Linked DNA regions of Mus musculus: region 1 is linked to region 2. Evidence: chromatin contacts called from public HiChIP or PLAC-seq data. All regions are on one chromosome and are shown on one strand. The core of a region is the stretch at or near the end of the contact, and the rest is flanking DNA. Distances in the headings are between cores, read along the strand shown.

Region 1 (6,411 bases), core at 2,320-4,819, 77 kb before region 2:
AGAAAACTCTCCTGCTAATGCTTGCCAGTCTAGCTACAACCCCTTCCAACTTAAACTTTGCAGTAGAAAACTGCAGCAGGTGAGCTCGCCTGCAACCCACAGATGGCCCTGACCACGGGAAACAGGCCGTAAGCCAGAGCCTGAACTCTGCACAGTCTTCACTGAAAACCAGACAAACTTTAAGTGGCAGAGGCCCAGGTGACCCTGGAGGATTTTGCTCTCCTGCTCACTCAGCTAAGGAGGACAGCAGGGAGGGGTGGGGCCTTAGTGCTTAAACTCTCCTCCGCTGTCAATTACCGCACCTGCCGTCTGGGCTTTGCAAAGCTGTAAGATTTTGATACTAGGCTTCTCCAGAGCTCTTACTTACTACAGTGTGTGTGTGTGTGTGTGTGTGTGTGTGTGTGTGTGTGTGTGTGTGTGTGTGTCTTTGTTTCTTGCAGGGATCATGGAGGGATAGTCAGAGGTCAGCCCCAGTGAGGCGTTGGCTCAGCTTCAGCGGGTCCTGCTTCAGAGAGTGGCTGGGTTGTACCAACTTCTCTGACCTTCAGGTGAGAGCTAACTAGTTGTCTCTTACCATTTCCTCCTACCTCAGTGATTAAGCCTAGAGTGGGATGGGGGGTGGGGGGCGGAGGGGGATGCGGTTTATAGTGACTCATGACTGAGCAAACTGGTACTGGGAAACTCCCTGACCATGTTCATCAGTTCAGGTTGACACCCCCCCCCCCAGGCAGAGTGAGATGCAGGCCATCTAAGAGCTCTGTATTCGAGGGTGCTGTGCGGGTATTTATGTAAGGCTTTGAACCTCCCGCAGCCATGAGGGTACCTGCACATACCGACCAACAGAGCTAGCACAGCTGGAGCTCTGATCAGCCTGTGCCTGAAGTCCACACAACCATAGGACTTTGAACAAATTCTGCCCAGCCCTGACCAAGGCCCTGTGTTGAGACTCCTGCCCACTTCCCTCACTTCTGCTGCCTGACTCAGTGGCCCACTGTGACCCACAACCTGACAGCAAGGTCAGGACAGATTCTAAAGATAAAGCCCGCCCTGTCTAGGCAAACAACTCCGGGAGAGAGAAACTTGGGGTTTGCACGCAACCCAAGTTAAGTTGCACCTAACTTTTCCCTCCCCTCCCCTTTTATATAAACCCCAAGAACCCCTCCCCCTTCCACAGACACCCCTTTCTTGCTGTGTCTGCCCCTCCCTGTTTTAAATAAACAGTCCAGTCTGTTGAGGTCAGCCTCCGGTCTGTTTTCTGCCTCTTGACTCTTCAAATTGACTTAGAAATCTAACACCTTGCATGCTTAGGAGCCAAGTGGGCATTTACTTTGCACTGGATCTGCTTTCTCTCTCTCTCTCTCTCTCTCTCTCTCTCTCTCTCTCTCTCTCTCTCTCTCTCTCTCTCTCTCTCTCTCTCCTCTATCTCTCTTTCTCTTTCTTTCTTCCTTTCTTCCTTTCTTCCTTTCTTCCTTCCTTCCTTCCTTCCTTCCTTCCTTCCTTCCTTCCTTCCTTCCTTCCTTCCTTTCTTCCTTTCTTCCTTTTTGTTTGTTTGAGACAGGGTTTCTCTGTGTGTTGCTCTGGCTGCCCTGGAACTGAAGACCAGGCTGACCTTGAACTCACAGATCCACCTGCCCCTGGCTTAACCTAGATCATCATAAAACGAAATCCAAGGTTTTCTTTCTTTCAAGACAAGAGCTCTCCCAATGGAGCTACTTCTCCTGGGCGCTGGGTTTAATGTCTGGTGCAACGTTTAAGACTCGAGCAGACTGTCACACCCACAGCAGTCCCTCAGGGTTGTGTGAGCTGCCGAAGCTTCAGTGTGAGGGATGGGCTCAGGCCACCGCTATTCAGGCAACAAGTCTGAAGCTTTGGTGTGGCTCTAAGGGGCGTGTCTGCTCCGAGCACTTGTCTGATAGAACTCTGGGCCTACAAGTACAACTGCTTTCCCATCTCCTGCTGGGTTCGAGGCTCCTTGAGCCCACCGCTGCGCTTCTGGATCTACTACACAGCAAGTAGATCCAGCAGGTGCTTGCTGGTCTCTCTGGGCCAGAAGCCTCGAGCCCCTGACCTTTCCCATAGAACCAGCCTCTGCCAAGACCTCACACAGTCTGCCATCCCTTCCTGCCCTCCCACCGCTGTACCTGGAAGTACTGGTTCTCCTGCGTGAGGCTCTCATTGGACAGGATCTTGTTGATGGTGATGCGCTTGCTGCTCATGCCTCCCAGGCCTGTGGGGGTCAGAGGGTGACAGTAAATCTCAGGTGCCTGCCTGGGTGTCCCATCTGAGCTATTTGCTGGCAGTGGAGGGGGGTGGGGAATGGGGTGGGAGTGAGGTGGGGGGAATGGATGGGGAAGAGGGGTGATCTCCTTCTACCCAGGGAGGCATGTGTGTCCCCCTCTCCAGACCAACCATGTCTCCTAAGCCAGGAATGGGGGTGCAGGCACCTTGTGCTCTCTGGCAGGAGGAGAAGTCACCTGGGTGCCCCCTTTGAATGTTAGCAGCTGACCAGGGTTCAAACACCCCTCCTGTTACTCAGTGCTGGCCCTGGAGAGAGCCTGCCTCTGACTCTAGCTCCATAGCCTGGAGGCTTTAGGTCAGATTAGTGACATCCAAGTGCCTGCAGTCTGTTCTTTGGTCGGAAGCCAGGACCTTGTATACACTAGATAAGTAATCTTTTAAATGCTAGCCGTGCTCCCCAGACAGTCTTCCCCATGTTCCTGTGAGGTAGCTGCTACTGTTAAAGGTGAGGAAGCTGCGTTTCCCTACACAGCAAGTGGCCACACAGGCAGCCGGACCACAAGGCTGTGAGCCTTGTATATTTGATTAACATTATTTTTTCCTTTTAGTTTTTTTTTTCTTATGGGTTGGCTTTGAACCTACAACCTTCAGCCTCCACCTCCCGAGTGCTAAAAGTGTTATATTTTATTTATATATAGCCTGTCAGCTCTCTGCATGGCCCAGACTTGTAGCGTCACAACACCAAAGAGACCAGGGCTGTGGGACCCTGCCCCTGTGCTGCCACCACGCCACAGTCCTCTCCGTGACTCTATGGCATTAATATTTCTAACCATGGTGTGTGGAGGCAGCATTTGAGGCAAGCTTAAGATAGAAAGGAAACTTCTAGAAAGCCAAGCCTTACACCTGCCAACGCAGAAAAAAAAACTTGCCACCAGGAGGCTAGAACAGGATAGCAGTGTTATCTATCTATCTGTCTGTCCATCCATCTATCCATCCATCCATCCATCCATCCATCCATCTATCTATGTTTGTTATTTTAGTTTTATCACAGCCTTGGCTGTCCTGGAACTCACTGTGTAGACCAGGCTGGCCTTGAACTCAGAGATCCACCTGCCTCTGCCTCCCGAGTGCTGTGGTTAAAGGTGTGCACCACCACTGCCCGGCTAGGATGGCAGTCTTACGTGGATCTGTCCTGGACACGGGCAGCATTCCAGTCCCACTCCTTGGACACAGGACAATAGCATAAGCATTACCCAGTGACTATGAGTGTCAGGATACTAAGCTACCATGTGGCAGGAAGTGGTAAGACACAGTGACTGATACATTGTGTCTATTTTACCACAGCAAGAGTGCAGATGTGCTGTGGCATTTCTCACCATGCCGCCTGGCAGGGTTTCCCTCAGCAGAGTCTCTTTCTCATGATTAATTCAGGTACAGAGCTCATCCCTGGGTCTGCCCCACTTAGGAGGGAGACAGAGCCTCACTGGAGGAGACAGAGCCTCATTCCAGACCCAGCAGATGCTATGTCGCTCCACTTAGGAGGGAGACAAAGCCTCACTCCAGACCCGGCAGGGCAGGCGTGATGTCAGCTGAAACCACTTCCCTTCCTGGGCCTCCAGCATCGACACTGTTTCTCTCCCCCCTTTACTGTTCTGGGGGTGGATGGGGTATGGCAGAAGGGATGTGGCTTAGCAGAAGAGTGCATGACCATCTCAGAAGGTCCTGGCTTCCATCCCGCTGTCTTGAAAACCCAAGCTTCTGGGCTCAGATCATGTGGCAGTCATTTGGGTCCTTCCGTCCCTCTCTAGGTCTGGTGCTCTTTCAGATATCAGTTCTGAAGATACACTTTGCCCTTCTCTATTTTGAGACAGGGTTACATGACCCTGGAGTTAGGACCCTTCTGCCTTTGTCTGTGAGTGCTAGGACCGCAGGCAGGCACCACCACACTTGGGTTCTGCAGTGCTGGGGATCGAACCCAGCATTTGGTGCATGCTAGGCAAGCGCTCCATCAACTCTGCATCGCCAGGCAGGCGTGACCTTTGGTTTGGGTTTGGTGGTGCAGCTGGGTGCTCTGGGACAAGGCCCTCTTGAGCTCTGTGGGGCTTCCTGTCAAGGGCTTCTGCTCACTCACCCTTGAACATAACGGCCTCCCCGTGGCCTGCCTTCTGCTTTTCTCGGAAGAGCTGGTAGCAGGCGGAGGTGCTGGCCATGAGCAGCCGAAATTCCTGCAAGAGATGCCACCGTGGGTGGCACATTGTCAGGGGAGGCACTGGGGGACGGGGAGGTAGCCAGAATGCCAGAAGGACCTGAGTCCTGGCTGCCCAGTACTTGGTGCCTTTCATGCTGAGAGTCACTGGCTTCCTAGGAAGTCTGTCTGTCTTAGGACTGGCTGACTGTGTCTCTTCTTGTATCCTGGGCAACATCATCAGATCCAAGTACAGGCCCCAAAGTGGCCTGGGATGGTGGCAGGGAAGGGGTTCTCCAAAAGGATGGGCAGTTTGCAGAGTTTCTGAGATACACAGAGGCGCCCAGTCCTTTCATTCCAAAAAGGACATTCTGCCCCAGAGCCTTCAGCCTTTTCCTGGACTGTTGTAACTGATCAGCCATTATCTGGGTGTGACTGCTCAGAGGTTAAGAGCCAGCCTAGACTGCTCTTCCAGAGGTCCTGAGTTCAATCCCCAGCAACCACCTGGTATCTCACCTGTAATAGAATCTGATGCCCTTTTCTGGTGTGTCTGAAGACAGCTACAGTGTACTCATCATATATATGAAATAAATCAATTAAAAAAGAAAAAAAAGAATAGAAACTAATAATTTTTACATGGGGGCTTGTTGGGAGCCGCCCCCACATTCGCCGTCACAAGATGGCGCTGACATCCTGTGTTCTAAGTGGTAAACAAATAATCTGCGCATGTGCCAAGGGTATTTTACCACTACTTGTACTCTGCCTTTCCTGTGACGTCAGCTCGGCCATGGGCTGCAGCCAATCAGGGAGTGATGCGTCCTAAGCGAAGGATAACTCTCCTAAATAGGGATGGGGGGTTTCGCTTTCGTTTAGAAGGGGGCTTTCGTTTTTGGGGTTTGGGGTTTTTGCGCTCCTGCTCCTGAAGATGCAAGCAATAAAGTTTTGCCGCAGAAGATTCTGGTTTGTTGTGTTCTTTCCTGGCCGGTCGTGAGAACGCGTATAACAGTTGATGCCGAAACCCGGGAAGAGAAAACCTGGGACGAAAATTACCATCACCGGCGCAAGGAAGATCCCTCATTCCAGAACCAAAACTGCGGGTCACGGTAATAAAGGTTCCCGTAAAACAGACTGTTGAGAAGGATTCAACTGCATGAATTCAGAACTTTTCAGCTGGGGAACAGAAGTACCAGTGAGTACAGCTTTACAAGGTAAGTCTGGTCTTGAACTTTCTAAGGAAATTCAAGACAGTCTATCAGAAGTAAAGTGGAAAATAGCTTTACAAGGTACGCCTGGCCTTGAACTTTCTAACGAAATTCAAGACAGTCTATCAGAAGTAAAGTGGAAAATAGCTTTACAAGGTATGTTTGGCCTTGAACTTTCTCTAGTGTTAGAAGCCCTTTTGTTCCTTTTCACATGTTATCAAGTGGTTAAGGCAGGGCGGATTCTGGACGAAATTCAGGACAATCTATCAGAAGTAAAGCGGGGAGAGAGAGTAGGAGCAAAGAGAAAATATGGTACACAAAATAAGTATACAGGCCTTTCCAAGGGTCTTGAACCCGAGGAAAAGTTAAGGTCAGGTAAGAATACCTGGGGAGAGATTAGAAGGAAGGAGAAGGAAAAAGAAAAGAAAAAAGATCAATTAGCGGAGGTCTCTAGGAGAAGGAGCCTATACTCATCACTAGGTGAGCTCAAGGAGCCAGTTCTTAATAGTTCTAAATCAGATGAAAAGGCTATTAGGGCCTGGAAGGCGCTCTCCCGAGCAGGTGAAGCCACTGGACAATAATGACAGAGGCAGGCTCTTGCAGCCTACAAGGTCTTATTGTCCACCCTGGAGTTGTAGATCAAGATTATAAAGGGAAACTTCAGGTTCTCTGTTCTTGTCCTCAAGTTGTCTTTTCTATATCACAAGGGGACAAAATAGCTCAACTAATAATTTTGCCAAGCCTACATGGCTGTTTTTTCTTCCTCTGGTATTCCTAGAGCTGCCA
Region 2 (6,555 bases), core at 2,184-4,683:
GTCTCCTCCCTGAATTAGTGGTGTTCCAGGCCCCCAGGGTCAATCCTTGTGCTCCATCACCCTCTTCATGCCGGCAGGGTTGGGGACATTCAGCTGGACTCTCAGGCTTTGCCTCTGGGCTCACGCCCTATGCCCAACAAGACAAGCCATCCCGATGTGGCAGGTTGATTTGTTTAGGTCTAGACCCACACTCCATTGTGACCAAGGCCTTTCACTGTTCCTACCCAAGGGCCCCATGGCCAGGTAGCACTGGGATGCTGTGCTAAAGACCTGGTGTTGTGCATCTCATAGGGTTTTGTCCTGGGCTCCAGACGATGGCATATTCTAGGTCTTCAGTGAGTATCTGAGGAGCGTGTGTGCCTGCACGGCAGAATCACTGCCTTGGGCATCTTCACATATACAGAGGACCCATGGGGAAGGAGAGAAGTGCTGGGTGGGTCAGGACTAAGTACTGCCTGCCTGCTGACATCTGCCTTGACTGTGGTCTGGTAGGGCAGAGTGTCTGACTCGTGGGCCCTAATTCAGACCCTGGATCTGAGTGCAGACTAGCATCTGCCCAACATTCTAGTTCCCTGAGGACTTGTGGGCCACTCAGACCCCAGGACTGTTAGCCATTGTCCACTGCATTGATGAAGGCCCCAGTGACCCTGCTGGAAGACCCTCCCATAAAGAACAGGCCTGGCCTTGTGGCGAGCCCTGGGTCCTGCCCAGGGTCCAGCAATGTCTGAGTTTCTACCAGGCAGTGGCTGTGTGCTGCCTGGGACAGGGCTATCTGGTCAGCTGAGAGAGGTAGCTACCTGTGTGGACTAGAGTCTACCAGACTTGATGTTAGCTCCAGACCTGGTAACCATGGAGAAATCTCTTTAACCAGAGAGCCTTAGTCTCCCCAAGTGGCAAGGTGTCCACGGGGACAGGGTGAGGGGATGCCTCTGTGTTTCCGAGACTGCCCCCCCTGTGGAGCGTCCAGGAAGCAGTGCCCAGCCCTACACTTAATTACAAGGTTGGGATTCAGCCCGCAAGGAGCTCCCAGGACATTGGAGAGCTAACCCAGCAAGAAGGAAGCAGGCACTCCCACCGTGATGTAGGTCCCGAATGAGGGTAGCAGCGAGTACCTCTGCTGTCAGGCAGCTCCTCTGGGTGGGCCTGATGTGATATGCAGTGAGTTGTGAGGTGAGGGTTGTGCCTCTGAGAGGATCCCTGGAGAGAGATGAACTGGGGACAGGTAGGTGGAGAACCACCAAGAGCCCACAGGGAAAGGAGTAAGTGTCACGACTGTGGAGAAGCGACATGATGAGCCCAGGAGCAGTAGAAAGGTGGCAATCTGGAATTCTGGGGGTGTGGCCAGAGTGGGATGAGAAGGACCCACACTTTCTCGGGGTGGGGGAGGCTGCTGAGGGCTTGGTTTTAGGAAGGCTTGTCTTTCCCACGCGTCATTGGGCTAGACTAGATCTCAGAGGCCCAGGAAGAAGGCAGGGCTTCCAGCCCCACACAGAATGCAGTTCAAGTCTTCCAACAAGGCTGGGCCCCATCGGCCATTAGCACCTGGCTTCTTCCCACTCTTTGAGCCAAGGAGCCCTGCCCATCCCCCAGTTTGACAGGAGCCCACCCTAAGTACCTAAGTCCCAACCTGCACTGTCCTCGCCTCGTGCCCGCCCCACCTGGAAAACATCAAATCCCTAAGCCTGGGCTGGTATAGCCTCCAACAGGATGTCTCTCCCAGTCTATCCAGAAGGCAGATAGTCTATTCTTCAGGGTCCCAGGCAACTCCTGTCTACAGCAGGCAATGCACATGAGCTCAAATAACTGGCTGGAAGACCTCAGGTAGGCTGTTAAAGGTCCTGGTTTCCTCGTCTGTAAACCACGGCGCATAATGGTTCCTGCCTCTAATGGGTTGACACTTGTAAGCCCTTCTGGGAACGCCTCTATGCGACTAAGTGGTAAATATCACCCACTATTAATAAGATTATGCTTACCTCATCCGGCTGGCATGGGAATTGTTGTCAAGGGCTTAGTCCTGGTGAGCACTCAGGAAGGCTAAGTGTGATCCTCCCTTGTTTCGATCACCATCCTTACCAACCCACCCTCATCACTACCGTCATCAACTGTCATCCCCCTGCCTCTGTCTCCATCCCTACCACCATCACCAGTCCATCCATTTGTCTTTCCAGATGGGTGGGAAAGAACCGTGCCTGGTTCTTTGGTCTCAGGGTCAAGCTTGGGACCGAGCTCAGGAGAATTAAGGAAGCAGGTGGTGGATGAAGAAGATTGCGTGAGGATTAGAACTGTCACGTCTGTGGCCGGAGGGGCACCAAGCTGCCCTCAATCTGGGGACGGGATCAGAAGTTCTAGCTTTGTAGAGGTCTCGTGTAGCCCAGGCTAGCCTTCAACTTGCTTTGTTGAGGAAGATGACTTTGAACTTCTGAGCCTCCTGCCTCTGCTGAGTGCTGGGATGACAGGCGTGGTTTACCACACCTGGTTGATGCAGGGCTGGAGACAGAATCGAGGGCCTCCTGATATGAAGCAAGCCCTCTACTAAGGAATCTAGAGGTCAGGGCCCCTCTGAAGTCAGCTTGTCCTAAACCCCTGATCTGAGGCATTTTCTCCAGTGCCAACTGAAGCTGCTAATCCTGTAGTTGGGAGGGTGGCACCTGGAACAGGGTGTGTGAAGCTCTGGGAGAGTCTCCTCTATGGCAGGGGGTGGGAGAATTTGAGGAGGGCTTCCTGGAAGAGGTGCTTAGAGCCCGGAAATAAACCCGCAGGCGTGGCAGTGCTGTTGGTCAGCAGCAGAATGAGAAAAGGAGCCCTGGGTCCACGCGAGCGCGATCTCGCACCGGAACCCTGGGTCCACACGAACGCGATCTCGCACCGGAACCCTGGGTCCACGCGAGCGCGATCTCGCACCTCCTGCCCCCTCACTGCCCACTTCTCATGCCCCCCTTCCATCAGGGTCACGAGGACTTGCATCTCTCTTTCCGGTCCTCTCTCAGCATCCTCTCCCTGCATGGTGCCCTCTGCAGAGGCCCCTTGGCTGAGCCCTTAATCCTTGGATGCGGCGCTCACCTGGGGGCAAGGCTGCTCACCACCCGGGTCTGCCTGTTGCTAATTCCGGACCCTCTTCTCTCCTGGGGTCTCACGGATCCTCTAAGCCCTCAAGCTGGTTGTGCACCCCAAGACCTGTGTAGGTTCTCCTCTCCCCTATTCCTGACACAGTCTGGGGCTTCTTATCTGAGGCTTCAGCGTTCACGAGTGTTTCTCTAGGAGGCTTTTCTATTTGCCTTTCATAGACGGAATCCCAGTTTGAAACTTGAGTTTCCTGCTTTAAATGTAACCTTTCCCTTCTCTTAGAAAGTCAACTGTGCAAGGACAAGAGAGACAGTGTCCCTGCTACACAGCCCAGGCATCTGAGCTTTGAAATGAGGAAGTGGGGGAGGGGCCCAGGAGGGCTCCCTGGAGGAGGGGTTTAGTGTGGAAATAAATCTGGAGGAAGAAAGGGCGGTTGGGTAGCAGTGAGGAGGGGGGGTAGCAGTGGGGAGGGGGGTAGCGGTGAGGAGGGGTGGGGAGGAGTGTAGATCGGGGAGTGGTGCTCAGAGCCCTGGGTTAGCAGCTATTTCAATCCTTCCGGTGAACCAGAGCCTTGCTGTTTAAAATCATGGTCAACTTTACGTGTGGGAAGGGTCCAGGAAAGCACAGCCCCTCCCCCATCTAACATGGCGGGCATAGAGAAGGGACCCTTGATATTTGTTATTTATATGTTTTAGTCAATGACTAATTAGTGGGTGCCGTTTTTTTTGTTTTTTTGTTTTGTTTTGTTTTGTTTTTTTTGCAGCTTGTCAATTATGTTATCTTACTGACTGAAATTGCCTTTATTCACAAAAGGCTCCTCCACCTCTCCCCCCCTCCCTTTCCCTCGTCTGCCTGCCTTTCTCCCTCATCCTCTCTCTTTCTGTCTCTCTGTGATATTTTAAGGCCCATCTAGGTCTAGAACCTTCTCTCAGAGCAAGGCTTTGCTCCAGACAGCCATCTTGTGAGGTTTTAGACCATGGCATACACATGTCGCAACCCGGTAGCAGTGTGACTCTGGACAGGTCCCTGAATAGCTTTCCAGTTACCTCATCTGTTAACTGGGTGGGGGTGGGCTAATGATAATGGCGGGCAGGTGCTAAGTGCCTTTTACACAGTGGCTAAGTGGACCTTCCCACTGGCCCAGGAGACAGGTGAGGCTTGGGCGGTGGCTGCGAAGTCAGCCCTGTGGGTGAAGGGCATGGTTCCATGTCTGGTCTCCAAGAGCAGGGTCAGCTGCAAGTGAAACCGGTGGTGTGGATTTTGTTCTCTGACATAGACCAGAGTCCCTGTGGGTGCTGACTGGTCCTGAGCCCCTGTGGATGTTGAATGGGCCTGACTCCCTGTGGATGCTGACTGAGCCTGAGCCCCTGTGGATGCTGAATGGGCCTAAGCCCCTGTGGATGCTAGCTAGTCCTGAGCCTCTGTGGGTGCTGACTGGCCCTGAGTCCTTGTGGATGCTGACTAGGCCCAAGTCTTTGTAGGTGCTGACTAGAACTGAGTCAAGCCCTTTCTCAAAGATCTGACCTTGATACTGCCCACGCTGGGGATATCTTCAGATCTACTGGGTTCTCTTAGAAGCCTAGCCAACCACAGGCCTCCTGGGTCAGGCCTGCAGCTCCCCAGCCGTGTGGTGAATCACAGGATACCACCTCGCTACCTGTGGGCCCAGCTGGCTGCTCTTCTGTGCATCATATTTTTATACTAACTAATTATGGCTATTACTGTCACCCTAGAAACTCTATATGACCTCCAAGAAGCTGGGGAGCAGCTATGTGTGGAGGCCTTAAAGGGGGGGGACCTTTCTACCCACTGTCTTCTCTTTGAGGTTCCTGATGGTATTTATTTAGCAGGTTGGCTTGGAACCCCACACAAAGTGTCTCAAAGTGCAAGACCAGGCAGGCAGGCAGCCGGTCACATGGTATCTGCTGTCATCTCCTGAGAGAGAGAGAGAGAGAGAGAGAGAGAGAGAGAGAGAGAGAGAGAGAGAGAGAGAGAGACTGGTGCTCAGCTTGCTTTCTCCCATGTATGTAGTTGGGGACCCCCTCCTTGGGGATGGTGACGCCCACATTCAGGACAGGTATTCCCTCCTCAGTTTGGCCTCTCTAGAAATGATTAGAGGTGTGTCCTAGGTGACTGCAAATCCTGTCAACTTGTTGGTGAGGGTCACACTCCCTGAAGTCGGAAGTTCCACGGTGGGGGTGGGGTGGGGCATCTGTGTGAAGAGACCAGCAAGAGAGAAGTTTAGCAGAGGAGGGAGGACACACCCTGAATGTGGTCCACACCATCCCGGGGTCTGGGGTCTGGAAAGTCTTCTGCTTCAACATGAGCTCTGCCCGGCACCAGCCCCCCAGGGACCCCAGAGCTCAGATGCCTACTCCATATGCGCTCTGAAGCCTGAAGCCAATAGTTTATTAAAGGGGTCCCTTCCTGTATCCCCTTGATTTCCCCAACCTTTCTATCTGGCTTCAGTACCACAAAAAGGCTCACAAACATGCTTGACGGGGTAGATGAAATGGGCTAATTTCTCAAAAGACACATGCATGTACAAAGTAGTGTGTGTCACACACACACACACACACACACACACACACACAACTGGTCCAATTCTTGGGAGAATAGTAGTAATTGTCAGAAGATTTGATGAACACACGTTACAAGTCCCACCCAGTCAACAAGAGGGAGACTCCATGTCAGCCCTGAGCTGGGTACAGACGGGATAGCCTCGAAACCTGAAGCAAGTTTCAACAAAACCAAAATAAGTCCTGTCATCCCTACCACATCCTCTGACGCAATGAAGCCTGGAGCTCACCAGGATGACGAGAAAGGCCATCCACCTGGAAATGTCAAATCGATCGGCCTTTGAAGTAACTCACTCTTCAAAGAAGAGAACAGGACAGAAACCGCAGACGCTGGGACTAGCAGTGGTAGAGGGAGCTGGGAACGCATGTGCTCAGCAAACGGGTCAAGTGGACGGAAGTCTGGGGGCGTGGATGCTGTTGAGGGTCGGCGACCAGAGGAGAGGCAAGGTCAGGAAGGGAATGACTGGGTCCTGCTTTGGTGAAGGTAAGAAAACCGAAAGATGAACCCAAAGAAGAGGGTGACAGTTCTTTTCTTTCCTTTTCTTTTCTTTTCTTTTCTTTTCTTTTCTTTTCTTTTCTTTTCTTTTCTTTTCTTTTCTTTTCTTTTCTTTTCTTTTTCTTTCCTTTCCTTTCCCTTTCTTCCTTTCTTCCTTTTTCTTCCTTTCTTCCTTTCTTTCTTTCTTTCTTTCTTTCTTTCTTTCTTTCTTTCTTTCTTTCTTTCTTTCTTTCTTTCTTCCTTCCTTCCTTCCTTCCTTCCTTCCTTCCTTCCTCCCTCCCTCCCTTCCTTCCTTCTTTGTTTTTGTTTTTGTTTTGAGACAGGGGGTTTGTCTGTGTAGCCCTGGCTGTCCTGGAACTCTGTAGACCAGGCTGGCCATGAACTCAGAAATCCACCTGCCTCTGCCTCCCAAGTGCT

The links. HiChIP or PLAC-seq counts read pairs in DNA pulled down with a chosen protein or histone mark.
Region 1: an H3K4me3 HiChIP or PLAC-seq map of bone marrow-derived macrophages shows a contact between it and region 2, with 4 times the contacts expected there. The contact joins two enhancer-like sites. A contact is called at or near these places in 1 of 15 datasets of contacts at CTCF or cohesin (large pre-B cells), 5 of 484 Hi-C or Micro-C datasets (CD4 T cells, erythroblasts, erythroid progenitors and 2 more), 4 of 115 datasets of contacts at active chromatin or transcription factors (CD8 T cells, bone marrow-derived macrophages, embryonic stem cells and 1 more) and 3 of 9 other capture datasets (adipose tissue, embryonic stem cells and liver).

What each region holds. Positions count from the first base shown.
Region 1 is chr4:140,942,494-140,948,904 of GRCm38.p6, reverse strand. Padi2 (peptidyl arginine deiminase, type II) reads right to left here. Exons shown (of 16, transcript NM_008812.2): 13 at 4,370-4,463; 14 at 2,142-2,227. Gm13031 (predicted gene 13031) reads left to right here. Exons shown (of 4, transcript NR_045911.1): 3 at 441-548; 4 at 812-1,239. Among named protein-coding and RNA genes, the nearest start is that of Gm13031, 12 kb to the left of the region's middle. Within about 2 kb of position 3,569, at least 144 of the 459 cell types and tissues checked have an H3K27ac peak or open chromatin away from gene starts, as enhancers often do. A contact at or near this core is called in CD8 T cells and bone marrow-derived macrophages, where this site is marked.
Region 2 is chr4:140,865,574-140,872,128 of GRCm38.p6, reverse strand. No RefSeq gene overlaps it. Among named protein-coding and RNA genes, the nearest start is that of 4930515B02Rik, 3.8 kb to the left of the region's middle. Within about 2 kb of position 3,433, at least 41 of the 459 cell types and tissues checked have an H3K27ac peak or open chromatin away from gene starts, as enhancers often do. A contact at or near this core is called in CD8 T cells and bone marrow-derived macrophages, where this site is marked.